2 separate regions of the Mus musculus genome follow, and region 1 is linked to region 2. Evidence: chromatin contacts called from public HiChIP or PLAC-seq data. All regions are on one chromosome and are shown on one strand. Each heading gives the region's core, a stretch centred on a gene start, on an enhancer-like site or on the middle of the called end of the contact. The rest is flanking DNA. Distances are from core to core; before and after follow the strand shown.

Evidence for each region. HiChIP or PLAC-seq counts read pairs in DNA pulled down with a chosen protein or histone mark.
Region 1: an H3K27ac HiChIP or PLAC-seq map of regulatory T cells shows a contact between it and region 2, with 3 times the contacts expected there. The contact joins two enhancer-like sites. A contact is called at or near these places in 5 of 15 datasets of contacts at CTCF or cohesin (CD8 T cells, the NIH/3T3 cell line, embryonic stem cells and 1 more), 68 of 484 Hi-C or Micro-C datasets (the C10 cell line, CD4 T cells, CD4 single positive thymocytes and 37 more) and 7 of 115 datasets of contacts at active chromatin or transcription factors (the SCID.adh cell line, bone marrow-derived dendritic cells, embryonic stem cells and 2 more).

Annotation. Positions count from the first base shown.
Region 1 is chr16:5,462,982-5,468,550 of GRCm38.p6, forward strand. No RefSeq gene overlaps it. Among named protein-coding and RNA genes, the nearest start is that of Gm41416, 18 kb to the right of the region's middle. Within about 2 kb of position 4,095, at least 12 of the 459 cell types and tissues checked have an H3K27ac peak or open chromatin away from gene starts, as enhancers often do. A contact at or near this core is called in regulatory T cells, where this site is marked.
Region 2 is chr16:5,424,891-5,430,277 of GRCm38.p6, forward strand. The region is part of intron 1 of Gm41414 (predicted gene, 41414); the gene reads left to right. Among named protein-coding and RNA genes, the nearest start is that of Gm41416, 56 kb to the right of the region's middle. Within about 2 kb of position 1,266, at least 9 of the 459 cell types and tissues checked have an H3K27ac peak or open chromatin away from gene starts, as enhancers often do. A contact at or near this core is called in regulatory T cells, where this site is marked.

The DNA.
Region 1 (5,569 bases), core at 2,845-5,344, 41 kb after region 2:
AGACTCTGAGTGTGGTGAGTCCTGGAGTACTGGGGCAAGGTGTCTCTGTGGGTGCACCCGCTGTTTTATCCCACCATGGCATTAAGCAGTGATTAACACCATGCTGACAGTTGAAGTCTGGTGCCCACATTTCCCACTTGGCTGCCAGACCCTCACAGGTCTCTTAGCCTCTGGAAGAGGTGATCAGGTGCCTGTTTGTGTGACATTTGCTGCCCAGCCAGGCAATAGAAGAGGCGTGATGTTCGTGATGAACTCAGGATTAAACCTGAGATGAAGACAGAGCCTGTAGTTGGTTCTAATTTTTCCATGCTTATGCCAAGCAGATATAGGGACTGCTAGATTCTGAGACCATGTCTAGGTACATGAAGATATTGCTTTGGTTGGGCATGCTGCCACACACTCTGGCCACACTTACAGAGAATCAGGTGGAAGACAGAGCTCAGTTGGTATAGTGTTTGCCTAGGGATCCATTTCCAGCACCACACAAAATGGGCATGGCCATCCTATGCACAAGAGATAGAGGCAGGAGGATTAGTAGTTCAAGGTCTTCCTCAGCTATATAGCAAATTAGAGGCCAGCCTGGGCTATACGAGAACCTCCCCTCTATATACAGACAGGAGGTGGGGTATGGGTTCCCCTGCTTGTTGTTCTGCTTCTAAGCCCACCACCCCTGTGTACAAAGAACTCCTGTAGGCTGCCCTCAAGTCCTGTGACTCAGGAGGTCTCCGGGCAAAGAGCTTTTGTGATAGAGGATAGGCAGTTTCAGGCAGTGGGAAGGGAGGCTTGCTAGCCTCTCTGGGCTGCCTATGATTCCAGGGGACTTTAACACAAATAGAAAGTGCAGACTCACAGTTCACTGGAGACTGTAGGCAGCTTGAGGGTGGGAAGTCACACTTTGGATCCCTTGCCTTCAATTTGTTTCTATACAGTGATGGTATAAGGGAGGTACAACCTGCCAGCTGTCAGTCAATGAAACCAGTCACATCAGTGTCATGCAGTTCTCTGTCCCCAGAATAATCACTTTCAAGTCTGTGGCTTTGCATTCAGAGCCCTTAACATATTTTACAAGGCATGCTTGCGTGAGAGCATTGAGACTATCCCCACTGTCAGAGTCAGAGTCCTTTATGACTCTGGACTCCACAATGGAGCCCCTGTTCTTCTGGAGTCATATGTAAAGCAATACTAGCAGCATGGGTGACATGCATTCCACTACACATTCTTCCATGCTTCTAGCAGAGATCACAAATTGATCACAGCACATTCGATCTCTACAAATAAGCAATGGGCACTCTTCCTCATGTCTAGTTCTAGACCAGACATTACTAGTCAATCAAGGCACATTTGATCTCTGTTGGTTTGTAATGGCTGCTCTTTGTCACATCTGGCTTCAGACGCCCTTATAGGAGGTTTTACTTGAGTAATCCCATAGTTCCTTCTCCCTATCCCTATTTGTGCCATGGCATTATAGTTGGTTCAGCTTTCTAAGACTCCCTCTGGAGCTAATCAGGCCTGGTATCCTATTGTTCTAATTGAACTTTGAAGACTGGTAGCTTTGTCTGTGAGGCTCTGTGCTCTGAAGAGTGAAAGGCAGTGAAGTTGCCACTTCAGCATGTGCCCATTGTTCCTGTTCATCCCCACAGACTGAAGTTTGCCTCCAAATCTGCTCTTAAGGCAAATAAATTCCTGTGAGATGGAAGACTATTAGTTACTGACTGACATGGAACAAATCCCCCTAAACTCAATGGATTAAAACAATGAACACTAGGCACCTCACAGGAATTGTGTGGTGGGTTTGTGTGGCATCCTGCATCGGAATTTTTGATGGGCTGTCATGGGAATGCCACCAGGGCTGTGTGTAACTCCAGGCTTGATGGAAGGTCTGTAGCTATTATACTCCATGCTGAGTGGATATACTAGTTCTTTGCCACATAGATGGACTTGTCTCTAGGGTAGCACATTTCAGCAAATGGCTTCCCTTATAGTACAGTGAGTGCACATCTTAGGGTCAGAGCCGGGACCCTGGCTGCTCGAAGGAGCAAGGTTCAGCCACTCCTTGGTAGGCCAATTAAAGAGAAAGACAAAGAAAGAAGATTTATTCAAGGTGACCACGAGGAAGAAACACCAAAGATGTCACACACTTTGACACAAAGTTCAGGTTTAAATAAAGGGCAAGGTGTCCACATAGCTATGCAGGTCCATCCAAAGGGTCCTGCACACTGATATTGACTGGTTCTCAGGCCTGTCCTCATTGTTGGACTCTTGTCACTCCTGTAAGGTGGTCTGACAAGATGTCCAAACCATGTGAAATCCTTCCTGAGAGACATGTTTATCTCTGGCTGTCACCAGGGTCCCAGTCTTTTCCTTCGGAATTCTCCCAGAATGAAGGAAATTCCAATTTTCTAGGGACCGTTGTTTCAATAGCATGGTAGCCAAAGGGAGTAGGACAACCAACTAGATTCTTTGCAGAATGTCTTCACTCCTTTCAGGAGAGTTACGAGTGGGTACCCAAGAGGGAGGGGATGGGGTTTTGTGCATGAAAAACAGATGAGCAAAGAAGTATAAAAGATGACGATGCCTTTTCTCGGTGAGTGTTGAATACGGAGCCTGGTTTTCAATCTGTGGTTTGTGGAGTCTGAGGAGGAAACAAGGCAATCAATGGCTACGCCTTCCCACATTGTTTTCTAGAACAACACAAAAGTAACAGTGCCAATAGTAGAAAGGTTGGTGGGAGTGATGGTAGTGATTACCTTAGTGATACTTACGGTGGTTGTGATTATTATGGTGGTGATGGTGACAAGGTGGGTGTGATGAGGGTAATGATGATGAGTTATGGCAATGATGATGTTAGTGGTGATGGTGGTCATGACGATGGTGGTGGTGGTGGTGTGCTACATGTCATGGGGTCTTGGCAAGTATGTTTCCAGGCAAGTTCTCTTCTGGAATTAGCCACACTTTTCCATGTGACTATGCTCGGGCACATTGGTGTGCCCTAACTCATCCATAGTCAGTTGGTAGGCAGCAGAGCCAAGCATGGTACCTAGCTGCACATGGTACTGCAGCTTCATGGGCAGGACATGGAGGTGGCTGTGCATAAGTGCATTATGGGGTTGCCACGGTGAAAGCTGGCGTCATTCACCTTTATCCCCTGAACCCTCTCAATGACTGTGCCTGATTGCTCCCAAGTTTCTGCAGACCGTCATGTGCTCAAGATAGAGGAGAACAGAAAATAGACACAGTCATCCTAAGGTGCACAGCTTACTTCCACAGGCTGGGCCCTGGGATGAGTTAAATTCTGACTTAGACAGGTGGGCTATAAGAACATTTCTGGGTGGTGTGTGTGTGTGTGTGTGTGTGTGTGTGTGTACATGCCTGTGGTCTCAGTTCTTGGGAGGCTGAGGCAGGAAGATAATGAATTTGTGTCTAGTATGGGCTACATAGCAAAATCCAAACCACACTAGGCAGATTTGGACTCACATTCAACTTTAGCACTTTGTGGTCTTGGGCAAGAGGGGGTCTTGGTCTTTTCTCTCAGTGTCTTTGACAAGTGGTGACACCAGCACCTGCTGTTTTGGATGAGAGCACAGCATCTTTGCCACTGGCTGGCATTGCTGTTTGTCACTGATACATCCTGAAATCTGTACCTTCTGGCCAAGGATCTGAAACCTGCCTGGGTTCTCTTTCATGACAGAGAAATGTTCTCACTGTTCCAGCCACCCTGCTGTGGGGGATTTCCTTGTGGGGACAGAGACAAAGAGGCCCAGTTGCTTCCCAAGGTTACACAGCTGATTTGATGATGAGCTGGACACGGAGGTCAGTCTGGACTCTCCAACCTTATCTTGGTTTTTATACCAGGACCTGCAGGCCCTCTTGGCTCTAGAAGTGCTGACTGAGAGGATGTCTCACAGCTGGAGCAGCTGGAGGGAGGTCAGGCTCAGGGCAGGTCTACTGCATCCTGCTGAGGTTTTGTGCTGTTAGCCAGCTGGCCTTGAGCTGTGGGCACTGACCGGGGTGTCCAGTGTTGCAGGGTCAGGGATGTAAGGGACAGGGGATGTGGTTGCTCACCTTCTGTGGCCACATGGTGCTGCAACTAGGTGTGGCCTAATTCACTGTGGTGACAAGTTGCCTGTGAATGGGGCTAACTTGGCTCTATAGTAGTCATCCACTTATACCATGTGTGCTGTGCTTGTTTGTGTGTCAGTCCTCACTTCCACCTTATTTCAGACTGCATCTCGTCATTCTCTGCATACGCAAGGCTAGTTGGCCTCTCTTGGATCCCCTCCTGCCCCCTCCCCGGAATGCCTGGGTGTCACATGCACGCTCCCATGGCCAACTCTGCATGGGTTGCTGGGGATCCTTACACACTTGTGAGACAAGTGCTTTACCCAGTCCTGGGACAAGCCCATTTGACTTGTCCAAGTCATTAAGTCCTCACAAGACTCTGTGAGGTCATTGGGGCCACCTCCCATAGAACAGCAATCAGCAATGACGAGTTGCTCACCTCCGGTGTCCCAGTGCCAGAGCAATGATTTGGAAGCAGATTGCCCTGCCTGTTAACTACGTGTCCCCCCCCCCCCCCTTGTGTGTGCTGGGACTTCCAGAGGTGAGGAGGAAGAATGGAATGTTGCTACCAGGCTTTTTCTGAAAGAATTTCTCTAGGGTGCTGACAAAGGTGAGTCTTCAGCTTGTTACAGGGCCTACTCCAGGGCTGAAGCAAGAGTGGCCAGCTTAGCTCCCAGGGCCTCTCCTCTACCAGCTCTTAGCCTACAGGATTCTCCAGTTTTGAATTCTCTGGGAGGCCAGATCAGTCTAGTCCCTCAACCAGAGCCGAGTTCATGGGGCCATAGCGCCCCCTGCAGGCTGTGAGTAGAGGTACAGCTACACAAGACTTCATGACTAGTGTTTGTTTGTTTGTTTTTGTTTTGACTTGTTTTTCTTCTTTTAAATCCAAAACAAATATTTGTATAGGTAACGAACCCCAAGAGGACAGCCTAAAAGATTTCCATAGAACAGATGCACACTGGACACAAGAACTCTTGCCTAGCAGTGGGTCCCTTGTTCCCTGGGATCCATAGAAGTTTGGTTCTTGGACAGCCATAGGTACACAGACCCAAAGATGTGCCAGTCTCTTTTATAGAAAGTTTCAGAGTTCCAAATAATCCCCACATACCCACCATTTCCTACACCATCTCTAGATGCTGTATAACTCCTAGCACAGCAATGTGAATGCCTGCCTGCCTGCCTGTCTGTCTGTCTGTCTGTCTGTCTGTGATGGATTGTTTAGTGAATACTGATGATTCAACAATTTAAGTCTATATAAGTAAGCAAGTATATTTTCAGTGTGTGGCTGGTTTCATCAACAGATGTAGGATTGGAGGCTCTGAACCTGTGGATTTGGAGGTCAGTGGTGTTTTTCAAGAGCCATGGGCACTTTACCCTTGCCCGTCTTCCTATCCATGGAGTCACCAGTGATGTGTGCTTTCTACCTGACTTCTTCCATGAGAGATGGATATGTTCACCACATCGCAGGCACCCTCATAGCTGTGCCAACCTGGTCTGTAATAAACCTGAA
Region 2 (5,387 bases), core at 16-2,515:
ATGTTCTTTACTGGTCACCACCCTCTTTCATATTAACACAGTGGGAGAAACTCTTGTCATTTCTGTTGGTGTTGAATGTTTCATTTGCATATATATTTTCATTGGCTGCTGGAAAAAAATCTCATTTGCATGTATAGTTTCAGTAGTCATGGAAAACCTCTTTCATAAAAGAAACATGTTTCCTTCTGGTATTAACAGGTGGGTGAGGGGACTGGGCGGGTCTCCAGCTGACAGGATCACCTTGGGGTGAAATGTTCCAGACCCATAATAAATGGAAGTACCCAACAGCTGCTGGGGTAGAAGATGTGTGGATTATCTGTAATGCATAGGTGTTTGTAGTTGGAAGTATCTTCCTGATCTTTCTCTTTGTCACCACTGTCCTTCCAGTCTACACAGGGGTGTCAGAGACACAAGTGATCAGGTAATGAAAAATCTCATTTGCATGTATAGTTTCATTAGTAATGGAAGCCTGGGGGTCCGGGCTGAGGAGCCCCATCCACCACACTGCCAGTAACCATGTCCTCCGTGGGAGTAGAGTGAGCTGCTCAGATTCCTTCAGTTTTCTGTGTGTGCTGAGCACCAGGTATCTAGGTACTATGCTCACTCTCCGCACATCAATTTCTGTTACTCATCAGAATCCCTGCGTGTGAATGAGAGGAAAGATGCAATAAGACTCAACTTCTGAAGGGTATCTTGAAGACTTAAGATCTCAGAAATCCACCCAGGTTACTCCAATCTCAGTAGCTACACTCCTAGAAGGAAAGGCTATGAATTGCCCATTATATTTGGCCAGTCTGTTGAGACTTCAGCCATTGACTTGTTGAAATTCTCTTCCCCCACTGGTCCTGGGAAAATACAAATGAACTAATTGCATCCTCTGGTGGGAACTGGTGCTCCTCCACTCCCGAGTCTCCACAGAACCCTCTGGTTCCCTCAACTCCTTCTCCCCATGGCCAGAACATACTATGTGTCTTACAAGTCTATTGCAGGGCGCTATCTTGTGCTGCTATATAGGGTCGAGTCTCCTTTGTGGTTGAATGAAGCAGTGCTAATCAGAGTCACTGAGGAGTACAGTAGGCCACTTTCCTGCCTGCCCATAGTGTGGTGAATGTGTATGCAGGGAGGCACAGAGAGGCAGCAGACAGGTACCCACATCCACTGCTCATAGCACTAAACTTTGGGAAGGAAACAGACCCATGCAGAGTCATAGGCACATGGCCTCGTAGGGTAGCTGAGAGCTGGTCCACCTGATTTCAGAAGCCACAGCAATGTTGGTGGACTAGGCTTCACAGGAAATGATGACTGACTTCAGGCAGAGGTGGAGTGATAGGGTCTGTGGTTTTGTTTTTAATTAATTAATTAACTCATAGTACCAGGAATTGAGCATAAGACCTATGTAAGTTTTTTTTTTTTCTACAGAGATAAGGTCTCACTAACTTTCACAGGCTGACCTTGAACTTGTGATCACCCTGCCTCAGCCTCCTGAGGAGCTGGGATGATCTGCTGCTGTCTCCAGGCTCAGATATTTGGTACTTAAAAAGATGATTTGGGTATCTGTGTAGGAAGTGGGTTGTGGAGAAAAGGATGAAGTGAATCTAGACAGGCATGGAGACTTCTGCTGATGTACTGAGGGAGGGGGGCTGGGCTGGACTGGGGTGAGTGGAAGGGTGGCTAAGGTCTCTGGGAGCACTTAGGTGGGACTTGGCCAGGAAGAATGGGGCAAAAGGACATCTATGAAGAGTTTTGTTATTTGCGACTAGGTGTCACTATGTAGCTCACAGTGGCCTGAAATTCAAGATCACCCTCCTGTCTCAGCCTCCCAAATGCTGGGACAAGAAGCCTGCATGACAACAGCAAAGTCTCAGGCTTTTGGCCTGAATGGCTCAGTGTATGGTGGGATCTTCTCATGGGCGGGTAAGGGAAGGGGAGGGGAGAGGAGGGGAAGGGAGGGGAGGGGAGGGGAGGGGAGGGGAGGGGAGGGAAGAGGCGAGAATGAAATCGTGTATGGCATTGTGCCATCCAAGCATGTCCTCCAGTGGCTATATCTAGTGGGTAGCGGGTAGGCTGGGACAGCATGTGGGGTGAAGGCCAGAGCAGAAGATATTACTTCAACTGTCACTCTCAATAGAATTTAAAGTGGTTGAATAATAAGGGGAGATGATAAAATATTTGGAATGATTTAGTCTCATAAAACAAATGTCATGTTAGATGCAAGTCTGACTACATCATCTGAGTATCCTCTAATAAGATCATTTAGAACCCTGGCGCTCTGGGCTGGGGCAGGTGCTGCTCATACAGCTGAGCTATGTGGGCCCCAGCAGCCACTACACTTGCTTAGCTTCAGTTCTTTATAGTCCTGTCGGAGGCTCCCTGCCCACTCCTCAGGATGTGGGTGGGTACACACAGCTGCTGCTTTCTCTCTATTGTCCTCCACCTCCTCCTTCTTTTCCTCCTCTTCCTCCACCTCCTCTTCCTCCTCCAACTCCTCTTCCTCCACCTCTTCCCCCTGTTACTGCCCCTCCACCTCTTCTTACTCCACCTTGTCCTCTTCTTCCTCATCCTTCTCCACTCTCTCTCTCTCCATCCACCACCTCCTATTTCTCCACCCACTTCTTCCTTCTTTCTTCACTTCCTCCTTCTCTTTGTCCTCCTCCCTCTCTTCTTCCTCTTCTTCTTACTCCTCTTCTCATTTTCTGTTTGACATGGGGTCTTGCTCTATAGCCCAGTCTGACTGGTCTTTTACCAACAAAACAAAAACAATCAACAGCAGCAGCCACAACAACAAAACCCAAAATAAGCAAAACCCCCAAACTCTCCAGCTGTCGCTCCTTTAGTGCCGAGATGTAAGAAACAAATTGATCTAGCTCATTTTCATCTGAGGTGCTCTCAGAGTTCAGTGGAGTTGCAGAAAAGCACAACTATCCCTGTCCATAGCTGGCAGCAGGGTTATCTCTCTCAGAACTCTGGGGTTGGAAAATTATGGTCAGTCCACTATGTGACTGAGCCCAGGGTCAGAAAAGGGGCAAACTATAGCCCCAAATCACTCATTAGCTATGTGGGCCCCAGCAGCCACTACACTTCCATAACTTGAGTTCTTTTTTTAAAAAAAATTTTCATTAGATATTTTCTTCATTTACATTTCAAATGCTATCCTGAAAGTCTCCTATACCCTCCCCATGCCCTGCTCCCCAACCCACCCACTTCTGCTTCCTGGCCCTGGCATTCCCCTCTACTGGGGCATATGATCCTTGCAAGACCAGAGGCCTCTCCTCCCATTGATGGCTGACTAGGCCATCTTCTGCTACATATGCAACTAGAGGGGTTCTGGGGGGGAGGTACTGGTTAGTTCATATTGTTGTTCCTCCTCTAGGGTTGCAGACCCCTTTAGCTCCTTGGGTGCTTTCTCTAGCTCCTTCTTTAGGGGCCCTGTGTTCAAGCTCCTAGAGTCCTAAACCTGTAGAACAGGGAACTGGGAAGTGGGCAGGTCCTAGCCTATGGGAGAAGAGGGCAGGGATTTTCAGGATTGGAGGACCTGTGTCAAATCAGCACACAGGCCATTGTTACCTTTTCTCTGCATTGACATCTCTTTTCCGCAGAATTGAATATTTTAATTACCACCGTCTCTTGACTCTTATATCACCTTATTTCCAGTATGAGACTAGGCAAGTGCCACCATGCCCAGTTCAACCATCCCTGTTTCTTAGAGCACACATGCTCATCCACCCAAGCTAGCATTGTAAAGGACATTTGCTATAAGTTATCATTTATTTACCTGGGAATATTTCACCCACATTACTCTAGCCTCCACAGCTTCCTGACTGGACTAGATTTAGGATAAGATGGTATTCTGAAGAAACAGAAATATTCAAGGGCAGAGACTGGAACCTCATACAGAGTAAAAGTCTCTTGAAATATGTCTAGAGACCCAGATATATCCAACCTTTTGACTCTGGAACATGAAATTGCTATCTGCAAAGTTTGTACTTAAGAACTACATAATTTAGGTCATAAAAATCATCAAAGCCAGTCATGTTTTAAGTTTACAGTTTTATATTAGACCATGTTCATAGGTGAATACTGAGGCATGTGTGGCCAATGGGCTTCAGTTTGGACATGTGCACTAGGTCACAGCTGACGTGACCTATCCTATGTCTCCTTTCTTCTCCATATGGATACATTTCCTGTGAAGCTCGTTTTCCAAGAGAAAATGAAAAGTTCTGTTTACAAGGTCATAGTGTATCAAGCTGACCTTGCAATTGGACTTTTCTAGATGTGCTTAGAGGAACAGGAAACCAGACAGTGGGGGTGGGGTTCATAGTGTCGATAATTAAATGTCATGTGGCAATTGAACTGGGTGCTCTCAGGTCATCATGGATGGACCTCTGAGGATTTAGTCATTGCCTCCTTTGTTCAATGGCTTACATGACCCTAGCTCTAGGTTATTGCTGTAGACACAACAGTGAGTTAAGACACCATTCTTGGCCTTAGTGTGTGTTCTGTATGTTCAAAGATGGTCATATCCCTAAGCAGTCATCATATGGGGTGGGAGGGATTCCAGTGTTTTTACTTCTGAGGAGTTGTGAGCAAATGTCTATTCACCACAGATCGGAGGATGACAACAGAGCAAAGAGAAGGTTCTACCCAGGTCTGGCTGAATGAACAGCAAGTTCACTGGGGTCACTGGGGTCCCTTACAAGAACACAGATGACAAAAGGCAGCTGCCTCACCAGAAGGCCCTCTCCAGCTGTGTGCTGACTCAGAAGCTTCTCTGTGGTGACTTCTAGCCAAACACAGACATTCAAGCTTCTCACTGAGATACTTGACCACAGAGGAAGTGCCCAGACCACCCTCTGTGCTGGGTGTTCCCTGTAATGTGGAAATGGAGTCTTGGGAGAGGAGGTTGGTGAAGAGAAGAAGACCATGGGAAGACTGAGCCAGAGACTGAGTAAGGGTATGGCTACGAGCCTAGGAATATCAGGAGCCACCAGGAGCTGCAGGAGGCAGATCAGTGGTGGAGCCTTTGGAGGGAGCTGTCCCACTGACTCCTTGACCTTGGCTTCTGGTCTTCATAAATCCAAGGCTTCCGGAAGCATACAACAGCTTCTGGAAATGGACATAAAACTATTTGAGAGGCATATGCAAATCAAACTATTGCTTTGACAGGTTTACTCTGACCCCTAGAGTACTTCAGGAGAAGATGATAGAGCTGGTTATAAAGTCCTGATGTGACTTGCAGTCTGCTAGTTTACAAACTTCCCCAAGGTAAATAATAATAATAATGATGATGATGATGATGATGATAATGATGATGATAATTCTAGGTTAGGCACCACAGTAAGCATTCCAATGTGTTTAATTCATGCATCTTGAGGATTATCACTGAAGGG